2 separate regions of the Arabidopsis thaliana genome follow, and region 2 is linked to region 1. The links are chromatin contacts, called in public capture Hi-C maps. All regions are on one chromosome and are shown on one strand. The core of a region is the stretch at or near the end of the contact, and the rest is flanking DNA. Distances in the headings are between cores, read along the strand shown. Region 1 holds the start of AHL1 (AT-hook motif nuclear-localized protein 1). Region 2 holds the start of Hop3 (stress-inducible protein).

What was found. Capture Hi-C pulls out chosen DNA fragments and counts their contacts.
Region 2: a capture Hi-C map of seedling shows a contact between it and region 1, with 2.5 times the contacts expected there.

Annotation. Positions count from the first base shown.
Region 1 is chr4:7,237,054-7,242,736 of TAIR10.1, reverse strand. It overlaps AHL1 (AT-hook motif nuclear-localized protein 1), which reads right to left and starts at 3,537. Exons shown (of 5, transcript NM_117278.4): 1 at 2,797-3,537; 2 at 2,265-2,332; 3 at 2,041-2,172; 4 at 1,803-1,964; 5 at 1,062-1,724. The coding sequence starts at 3,271. The coding sequence ends at 1,491. AT4G12090 (Cornichon family protein) reads left to right here. Exons shown (of 4, transcript NM_117279.3): 2 at 8-189; 3 at 316-438; 4 at 542-831. The coding sequence ends at 572.
Region 2 is chr4:7,338,027-7,343,709 of TAIR10.1, reverse strand. It overlaps Hop3 (stress-inducible protein), which reads left to right and starts at 2,349. Exons shown (of 5, transcript NM_001036543.2): 1 at 2,349-3,307; 2 at 3,765-4,053; 3 at 4,143-4,452; 4 at 4,530-4,656; 5 at 4,731-5,683. The coding sequence starts at 2,471. The coding sequence ends at 4,844. AT4G12405 (a tRNA gene) reads left to right here and starts at 2,213; the gene lies at 2,213-2,286. It overlaps PME1 (pectin methylesterase inhibitor 1), which reads right to left. Exons shown (of 1, transcript NM_117309.3): 1 at 5,530-5,683. AT4G12410 (SAUR-like auxin-responsive protein family) reads left to right here. Exons shown (of 1, transcript NM_117311.3): 1 at 1-910. The coding sequence starts at 281. The coding sequence ends at 754.

The DNA of each region.
Region 1 (5,683 bases), core at 2,288-4,787:
GATGCAGCTGACATGTTTGGCAGATTTAGAGTTCGATCGCATAAACCCTTACGATGTATCTAGCAGAATAAACCGAATGGTTCTACCGGAATTTGGTTTACAAGGACTTCTTTGCTTATACTATATCCTAACCGGACATTGGTTCATGGCGGTTTTGTCTCTTCCCCACCTTTTCTACAACATTAGACTGTAAGTCAAATACTCAAATTAGACAATTTACTCATTCATTTGTTCATTGCTCGAAACCAACCGGGTAATTTGGTTCACCGAGTTCGGTTTAATTTGATAATGTCTCTTCGTTATTTCCGGTTAAAGATACATGAAGAGGGAACATTTGGCAGACGTAACAGAGTTATACAACACAAATAAATGGGAGCAAAAGAAACGAGTGTACAAGATTGGTCATATAGCTCTCTCCATTTTTATCACAACCTATTGGTACATTTCTTTCTCTTATATATATCACTACTAATTTTCATATCTCCATTGTTTACGAAGCTAAATCCAAATTGTTATTTTTCTCTATACTTTTCGGTTTAAGGTTGATCCACTCGGCATTAGGAGACATCTAAGGTTGGAGAAACCACCGGACTACATCAATTTATTTTACATTTTAAGATCGAATTCCTAATGGATTTTGGTGACTACGAAGATGTTTATGTAGTTCTTCATTTTTCTGTTTCAGCATTTTTGTTATGGGCTATATTCAGAAACGTTATATTTTCTTATTTTTTTGAGTACAAATTTAATGCACATCAATGAAAGATTACTTTTTCACAAACTTGCTGTGTAGTGAGTATCCCTGTATATCGTTATGGTAGCTAGCTTGTGTATGATACATTGAAATTGAAGTCAGATTAGTGGTAAAGTCGGAAGTAATCTCGACGGTTTGTTTCTGTGATAAGTGTGAATGATAGTTTTGAAACATGTTTGGGAACTCTTGATCCTTAGATTTTAAGGTTCTAGGCTAAGATCTCCCTATATGACCTTGTGCCTCTTGAAACAAGTGAAGCAAGTCCAGTGTGCACCGAACTATAGATGTTGTAGATATCATGTCAATAGAATCTTTGATGGTTTGTCGAAATAGAGATAGTGATTCTTTCTCTCCAGGGATAATGGTTCTTGTGTCATCATAAGAAACATCTTAGGTGTACATTAAGAGATGGAAATCTAGAACTCCAAAATTAGTCTCCATAGCTTTCATGTTACGCGTTCAGATAAGTCAAGTGTGGTTAATTTGTATTCTTTTACACGGATATGAAACTACAATGACATGCAAAACCAGGACCATGACTCGTTAGCAAAAAATTAAGGAAACAAGATGATTCAATCCTAATAAAAAGATAGAAATTATCCTACAAGTGACAACAGTGGAACCAAAATAAAGACCCTAAAACCCTATAAATAATACTACCATTTTAGTAAAATCCTAATGTAGATAAACAACCAAATCAAACTTGTTAACAGAAAATACAGAGAAAGATTGGATTTCAAGTTACATTGACATTAATATCGGTATGCTTGTTTCTTGGATCGGAAGCTAAAGAAGTCTGCCATGTATTATTATTGACCGGAAGAGACGAGACCGAATGGATTGTCCGGTGATCAGCTGCACTAGAGATAGGAATTGCAGCGGTAGGACTCGACAACATGAAATCATGTTTGTTCTTTTTCGGTTTCTGATCTTGATGGTCAGTGCCCGCTAAAAAACTTCCTACAACCACCTGTTGATTTCAAACACAAGGAAATTAAATCCTCCGGTTAACAAACTTTGCAGCTTTTTGGACTGGCAAATATCGTACCTGAACCGGACTCGCGGCTACTAGTAAACCGGCGAGGCCACCGCCTACTACACGTCCATCGGGACTTGCTAACGATACACTCATTCCTCCCGTTCTACTTCGTGTTCCGCCTGAATCATTAGGCATGAATGACCCGGATAATGATAATATCTCAAACCGACCCTGAAAATTAACACTATAAATCATCTTACACTTTCAACAAAAATTTGATCGATCGATGAGAATGAAATCTACATACTTCGTATGTCAATGTGCCGCCAGAGGAATCTGGCTGACGAAGTGTAACGCTTGAAATAACACCGTTTGCTGACAGAACACAAATAGAGCGAGGTCCTTGTTGCGAAAACGAGATTATCTTCATTGTTACATCCTAATTATGCCAAAATACATCATTCAAAACTTGTAAAAGATAGAAAAAAGGACTTGATGTCTAGATCTAAAGAAAAATTCCGATGAGATTACCTCGCCGGTGTTGACTGTGATTATATGAGGTGTGAAATTACCACCGACGGAGCAAGGAGCCCATTCACCTACACATAACAGAACACAAGAGGAACATTTTTATTAATTAATTTGTAATATTGACTAATCATGTACTTTGTTGTCCCTAAATTTAAGTAGCCAAGTAGAAAACAAAAATCTCTAATTTTGACCAACATGTTTAACTTATAAAACTGCTACTAAATTAAGCTTAGTATTGCATTTAAGAAGTGACAATTAACAACATGACATATATGTGTAGATACTTGTAGCTTTAGGACACATCTATAACCATAGACAAATTAAACATAGAAACAAAACAGAGACCCCACTTACTTAAGCATGCATGAAAATGAGATCCCAGACCCAAATTTTTTTTTTTTTTTGTCAATAGAGTTAGATTGGTCTACGAAACAAGATTCCGACAAGATAAAAATAGTTTTATCTTTTGTTCTTTCTTAAATACTCTTCTTAAAAAACAGAGAAGAAAACAGAGCAAAGAAGATATAATTACCCAAATTCTCAACTTGGTGATGATACTTTGTTCTGTTAAACGAGTTCGTTGGTTTCACTTTGCTACGTTTCTCAGAAGCGGAGAAATCGATGACGTGTGAACTCGGCGGCGGAAGATGCGACGGCGCCGGCGCTGATGAAATCGGTTTAGGAGATAACGCTACAACAGTCCCGTCCGGTCCATACTTCCTTGGCCGTCCACGCTTCTTCTTCATCAGTCCACCGGAGATACCTTCCATCGCGGCCGTCGTAGTCGTAGTCGTCACCGTCGAAATTTGCAGCGGCGGAGGAGCTGTGTGATGAGACGATGGCTGTGGTGGAGGAGGAGTGACAGAGGTGGGAGATTGGTTTGAGCTTTCTGATCTTTGAGCTACGTGGAAATCTGACGGCGCGTCGGATCTAACCACCGTAATACCACCGTCGTTACCGGTGGTTGATCTAACAGCTTCTCCGGTAGACTCCATATTTAAGACCATTAGCTTCTTTTTCTTTCTATTTTTGTTATGTTTCCTTTATTTCTTCTAGATTTTCAAGAACCCATGTAAATTTTGGGTTTTGATTAAAGATAAACAAAGATGAGATTAAAGGATTAAAAGATAAATAACAACAAAGAAATATACTTAAGAGCTAGAAGAAGAAAATCAAACTGAGAATTATTTTTGGAGAAAAAATATATTGCTAAGAACAGAGGTTGGAAATTAGGAAGGAAAATAAGAAAATGTTGGAGAGGAAAGTGAAGGAAATTAGATTTATTTATGCTTTGTGAATTAGATTGAAGAAATAAAAAATGGTTTATTTATCTTGTCATTAAATAAGGTATTTTATCTTTTTATATAATGATTTTTTATATTGTAAGATTTGTTTATGTCTGTCCATTTTTTTACTTTTATACAATAATGCGAAAAGGAAATCTTTAATAGCGTGATTATTTTAATATAGCTCGCACTGGATTTATATTAAATTTTCATTTAGGAATATATAGATATTCGTGTTTTTAGCTGGAATCCGATGGGAGGGAATTAATAAATATACATAATAAAATAAGAAATAGTATAGTAGACAAAATTAAAGTGGGTATACAAAATTCAATTAAATTTTTTTTGGGAAAGACAAAGATGGCCTGCGTATATTGTTTTCTTAAAAATAATAAAATATATTTTCTTTACGTGTGCTTTATTTTATTTATAAATATTCAATTTCTCCAGTTGAAAAATACTTTTTCCTTAATTAATAATCGGGCTTTGGAGTAAAGGACAAGTAAAACTAGGCTGCTAAAATGATAAATAAATCATTTAGTATGGAAATAATTTAAATTAATTTAACATCTAACAATATATGAGGCCAGCAAAAACGTATTAAATCGCATAACTATAATAACTTAAAAGAACCAACATCTAAATCTAACTCCCAATTTATCCATTTCTTTCAATTTTCAATGTAAGACATAGAGCCCAATTCTTTCCACTGAACAAACAATAGGACATAAACGTGATCGATGATGGGTTAAAAACCTAGGTATATTGAAATGTTTAAACATGTAACGAGTCAAGAGATGGTAATATACTAATATGTAGTGTTGGTCAAGTTTATCTACGACGAACATGAATCTCCTAATACATGTTCACTTTTACTCAATGTTTTAAAACCTATACCGGAATAAAAGTTAAAGTTTTGTAGATCACCAGGTCGACTGTGTCGATGATTATAGAGTTTTGTAATTAATTTGGTGCATAACAAAAAAAATGGTACTAACAAATTAGTAATTAAATGGAATACTTGGTGGGTGCTTAAACACTTAATTCGATAAAATTGTTTTCTGAAAATTGAATTCCAATCTGATTGTTAGAATTTACTACAGTACCATTTTATATTCTTTCGTGTATTTGTGGAAATCCGAAGGGCTTTTATTTTGCAAACCCTTTTAATTAGTTGGAGTATTGTTTTGTGTTTGCTTTACATTCATTTCTTTCCTTTTACATTTCCCAAAGTCTTCGTCACAATTATAGCTTACCCAACTAATTTATGCCCATTTGAAAACAGCAGTAATAAACTCTAATCCGTAGTTTTTCAGTTACAAGTTTTAGATTACTTAAATATAAATAATGTTGACCTACTAAAATCAATTTCTAGATATTCTTTTCTTTTCAGTTTTTTTTTTTCTGGCTCTTTTAGCTAATAATAATATAATGAAAGTTCATTTAATTCTCTCAATCTGTATAAAATATTTGATGAACACAAATTTTAATTAAATTACAGGAAATGGAAGCAATCATGAATCGTAAAATTATTTTAATACAATTTTATTTGGGACCACCAAGCATCGAGTCATTGACCAATAGAAATCCAAATCTAATTCGCAGAAAAATGAAGATTAATAAAATAACCAGAGTTTAGATAAGAACGAACCATATATTAATCGTCTAATGTTTTCTTTTCATTACCATGTTTAAATAAGTCTTTTCTGTTAAATAAAATAATTAGAGTGATGTGCTCGATGTGCATTTCCTCCGCGACTTTATTTTATTTTATTCTCTTTTAAAAAGAAATGGAGTAAAATATTGATTTCACATGGCTTTTACATTTAGAAAATTTTCATTTATAATTGTGGTCGGCATTCTGACCTAACTTGGTATCATTATACAGCTCTTGGAAAAGATAAATATTATTAAGATTTGACTGAGCCCATTTAAAATCAGAAAGCAAAAGAAGTTTACATTATAACTTTATAAGTATTTATTTTAATTCTATTTAGATTTTCTACTTTAATGTTTAAATCAAAATCTTAAATTTTCAATTGATGGAATCAAGTACTTGATTATTTTGTTGTCAACCGATATTAGTTAGAGTTTAATATAGTCATTTCTGAGCAATTTTGTTTACATATATGA
Region 2 (5,683 bases), core at 1,100-3,599, 100 kb before region 1:
AAAGTGGACACATTTAAAAAGCACACGCACACATAAGAGTCATAGCTCCTTGAAGGCTATATAAGAGGTAACCTCTTTCCCCATACCCAAACAGTCTTCTTCTTCAACTCTATAACATAAAACACAGAGAGAGATACCAAAAAACAAAAACCAAAATTTTCTCCAAATCTATTTCTTTCGAATCAAACCCATTTCTTGAAACTCGATTTCAAACAAACCCATCTCATTGTTTTCACCAAAGACTTTTTTTTTTTTTGTCGGAATCTGATTAAAACCAAGCATGAAGAGAGTCAGAGGGTTCAAAATTGGACACAGATTTGTCAAAATTTTCAAATGGATACCAAGAAACAGATGCCCGACCCGAATCACAAACCCGGTTACCGGAATCCGGTCATTAGCACGGTGTTTAAGCCGTGGAGCTAAGAGATTGTGCGGTGGAAGCAAGAAGAATCCGGGTCAGAATCAGATCCGGTTGGGTAAGGATCCGAAAAAGTCGAACCGGGTTGTTCCTCGAGGACATTTGGTGGTTCATGTCGGCGAATCAGACGATGACACGCGGCGAGTTGTGGTGCCGGTGATTTACTTTAATCATCCATTGTTTGGAGAATTGTTGGAGCAAGCGGAGCGGGTTCATGGGTTTGATCAACCGGGTCGGATCACTATTCCTTGTCGGGTTTCGGATTTTGAAAAAGTCCAGTTGAGGATCGCTGCATGGGATCATTGCCGCAGGAAAAATTCTTACAAGATTATATAATTTGAATTTATAAAATAGTCAAAAATCAAAAGAGGATTAAAAAAATTTATATACACTTATACAGTACAGAGAAGGATGATTTCCTTTAATTTGTGAATATTAGTTTTTTTTACCATCTATGTTATACGATAAATACCGATTCATAAATACAAGATAATTATTTGTATCAGTTTATTTCATGGATGATAGACCACATTGACATCCTATAATACTATATGGTTTAGATTTATGTGTGTAATTTTATAAGTTAGAACAAAACTGAAATTATGTTCTAACTTATAAAATTACACACATAAAAACTGAAATTAAAAAAAAAAAACAGAAAAAACTGAAATTGGGCTATCAGTATTTTTGAATACTTATATTTCAATATATCAAATACAGTGAGTGATGGTGTATTGCTGTATCTGAAACCTATCATCCACTATAAACCCCAATTGAAGTGAAACAATCAATATTTAGAATTTCCATATAATGTTAATTATGAAATTACTTCTATCTAAATATATTTCAGAAGAATTTTTGAGATACCACTTTTATGATTTTTATTTTTTTTTAATAATACCACTGTTTTTTTTTTTTGTTAATTTTCAATGTAACACAAAATGCAATCATAGAATTTGTTTTATTAACTTTTATAGAGCATATTATAAAAACGTTTATAAAGTTTCTATAATGCATAATATCAAACATTTATAAGATTTTTCACAAAATTTTTAATGTTTTATAGTGCTTAGAAGATTTTTCTTAAGAAATGATATGAAACTAGAATTTTTGAACAACCTTTTTCTGGTCTTTTTGAAAAATGGTATCATAAAGGTGGTAATTTTCAAAATTTCCCAAATTTGAATACAAATTCAAATCATATTGTAGGAAAGTGATCAAATATGTTAAAATTTAGAAGATGAGGTGAGAACAAATGTGCAGAGGAGATGCACTTGCTAAATTTGCATCTTCATGTGATTTGTATTTTGCTTTTTAGATTGTAGTTTACCACTTTGGTTGGTTACAAGTATTTGGAGAAACCATGTACTACTTGTTCTTTGAGTATTAATATATATGATTATATGTGGTATGTTTAGAAAAAAACAAAAAAACCAAATATCAAACCTAAACTTATTAAAAGTAAAGACACATTTGATTAAAACCTAAACCAAAAACGTACAAAACTATTCGCTTATGATGATATTATTTATCATAACCAAAACTTTAATCACCATACATACCTCCGATTTGGTTTTCTCTCCCAAACTGGTCGTCTTCTCACCTCTGGTTTACTACTACTTCGGATTGAAGAATTTTGATCGTCTCGTTGCTAACTCCACGATGTCTTTCTGACGCTTAATCTTCTGACAGAAGACAAAGACATAGCATAAAAAAGTAAGCACAGAACATAAACGGATGTTTATTCTTTTCTAGACGGTATATTTACATAAATAACGAATCACTTATCAAAAAGCTGGAGTAGCTCAGTTGGTTAGAGCGTGTGGCTGTTAACCACAAGGTCAGAGGTTCGACCCCTTTCTCTAGCGTTTCTTTTCCTTTTGTATTTTTAAGATTTAAAAACATTTTTCCACGGCTACAAAAGAACATTCTCGACATACACAAAAAAATTCGAAATTTCGAGAACTCTCTTGTGCCTTCTTCTTCATCTTCCTCTGTTTTTAAAAATGCAATCAAGCAGATTCTCACGATACCTAAACCAAATCCAATTCAATGGCGGAAGAAGCAAAATCCAAAGGAAACGCAGCTTTCTCTTCCGGCGATTACGCCACCGCAATAACCCATTTCACAGAAGCAATCAACCTTTCACCAACCAATCACATCCTCTACTCAAACAGATCCGCTTCTTACGCTTCTCTCCACCGTTACGAAGAAGCTTTATCAGACGCGAAGAAGACTATAGAGCTTAAACCTGATTGGTCTAAAGGATATAGCCGATTAGGTGCTGCGTTTATTGGATTGTCCAAGTTTGATGAAGCGGTTGATTCGTATAAGAAAGGATTAGAGATTGATCCGAGTAATGAGATGCTTAAATCGGGATTAGCTGATGCTTCGAGATCTAGGGTTTCGTCAAAGTCGAATCCTTTTGTTGATGCGTTTCAAGGGAAGGAGATGTGGGAGAAGTTGACGGCGGATCCGGGGACTAGGGTTTATTTGGAGCAGGATGATTTTGTTAAGACGATGAAGGAGATTCAGAGGAACCCTAATAATCTTAATTTGTATATGAAGGATAAGAGAGTTATGAAGGCTTTAGGGGTTTTGTTGAATGTGAAGTTTGGTGGATCTAGTGGTGAAGATACTGAGATGAAGGAGGCTGATGAGAGGAAAGAGCCTGAACCGGAGATGGAACCTATGGAGTTGACGGAGGAGGAGAGGCAGAAGAAGGAGAGAAAGGAGAAGGCTTTGAAGGAGAAAGGGGAAGGAAATGTTGCTTATAAGAAGAAGGATTTTGGGAGAGCTGTTGAACATTATACTAAGGCCATGGAGCTCGATGATGAGGATATTTCGTATTTGACGAATCGTGCTGCTGTTTATCTTGAGATGGGGAAGGTATTAAGTCTTATACTTGGCTTAAAAGTTAAACCTTTAGGTACTTTAAGATTAAGGAGGAGATCTTGGGTTCTTGAAGTAGCTTATCTGTTTAGTATAGCTTGTCACTAGTTAGTACATTTGTGATGACCTTGATGGGTTTTGATAACTTTCATCTGCTTCTTGTTGGAGATTTAAGAGTTTTGAACTTAAGTTTTCACTTGTGCTGAAAGTAGTTAGCTTTAGATGAGGTAGAAATTTAGGGTTTATGGCTTCATGATGGAGTTTATTCACTTGTTCTGTAGAAGTGGTTATCTTTATTATTACTGGAATCAATTAATCTTCAAGTATCCTGAGTGGTTCAATTCCATTGGTCTATGTGTTCTTGCATTAGTCTTGTTTAATTAACAGTTGGTTCATCTGGATCTTACTGTATCTTGTGTGATGTTTTACTTCATTTCTCAAATGAAATTATCAGTACGAGGAGTGCATTGAAGACTGTGACAAGGCTGTTGAAAGAGGCAGAGAACTTCGTTCTGACTTCAAGATGATAGCAAGAGCTCTGACTAGAAAAGGATCTGCTCTAGTGAAAATGGCGAGATGCTCGAAAGACTTTGAGCCTGCGATTGAGACTTTCCAGAAAGCTCTTACAGAGCATCGTAATCCAGATACATTGAAGAAACTGAACGATGCTGAGAAAGTCAAGAAAGAGCTGGAGCAACAGGAGTACTTTGATCCTACGATAGCCGAGGAGGAGCGAGAGAAAGGTATATATACTGATCCTCAGTTACACTTACTATCTTGAAACGTGATTTGATTTTAGGATTAAGCATTTGACACTTCTTCATTGATGCAGGTAATGGATTCTTTAAAGAACAAAAGTATCCAGAGGCAGTGAAGCATTATTCAGAAGCAATCAAAAGAAACCCGAACGACGTGAGGGCATATAGCAACAGAGCTGCTTGTTACACAAAGTTAGGAGCATTACCAGAGGGATTGAAAGATGCTGAAAAATGCATTGAGCTGGACCCAAGTTTCACGAAAGGATACAGTAGAAAAGGAGCTATTCAATTTTTCATGAAGGAATACGATAAAGCTATGGAAACGTATCAAGAAGGGCTAAAACATGATCCTAAGAACCAGGAGTTCCTTGATGGTGTTAGAAGGTTTGCAAATTTTGGCATTCTCTCTTTGTTGTTTAACCTTGCAAAGATCGGTCTAGTGAAAGTGTTGTTGTTTTCAGATGTGTGGAACAGATAAACAAAGCGAGCCGTGGTGATCTGACTCCAGAAGAATTGAAGGAGAGACAAGCAAAGGCAATGCAAGATCCTGAAGTTCAGAACATATTATCGGATCCAGTGATGAGACAGGTAAAAGCAGTGGCAAGCATTGTGTTCTAACTCGTAAGCTGTCTGTGAGACTTGTGTGATGATGTCTATTGTAGGTACTAGTGGACTTTCAAGAGAATCCGAAAGCTGCACAAGAGCATATGAAGAACCCAATGGTAATGAACAAGATTCAGAAGCTGGTTAGTGCCGGAATTGTTCAGGTCCGGTAAATTGGTTATGCTAAACCGGAGTGGTATATTGAATCAAACCGAAGATGTTTCCAAATTTTCACTGCGTTCTTTTGGGCTTTTGTTAAACTGATGAAACTCTGATTTGGTTTGGGTCATGTTTGAGGAGTTGTTGTAGAATGAATCAAGTCTGTGTTCTCCTAGTTTTATATGCTACTTCTTCGAATTTTCTCAAAAGAATCTTCAAACGAAATTTATAATTGCTGTCAAAAAATTTTAAAAAAAACTATAATTCTTTTTTGGTCGAAAATTATAATTTAAAAGTCAAAAGCTGTAAAATCTTTTTTGTTTTCTACATGTCTCTTTTACAGAGGAATAAAAGTCTTTTTAGACGGGCCTCACGTGCATTGCACACGTTATGGTGACTAAGAAATTGTGCAATAATCAGATTGTGTTGAATTTTCTCTTCCACTTTTCTTTAATACAAAATATAGTTTAAAAAAATATATATATAGATTTTTCTCTAGTGGAACGGTTTGTGGAAAGTATTTTAAGATTTAGATCTTAAGATTTTGTTTGCCCAAAAAACAAAAACAAAAAGATCTTAAGATTTTAAAATCTATGAAAGTTTAGGAGTTTTAATTTTAGAATTTAAGTTTCAGAATCTAAGATATGTAATTTTCCTTTGCTAACTGAAAAAACATAAGTAATAATTTCTGAATTTTGATTTAGAACATAAAACTATTTCCCATAACTTTTTATTTTGTTAATTAACGATTATTTTCAAAATTATGACATGTTCCTAATAAATACTATTCGGTTAATCGGTTCACTACACAAATCACAAATTCGTAAGGGGAGGTGTACCGATGGTTAACCAA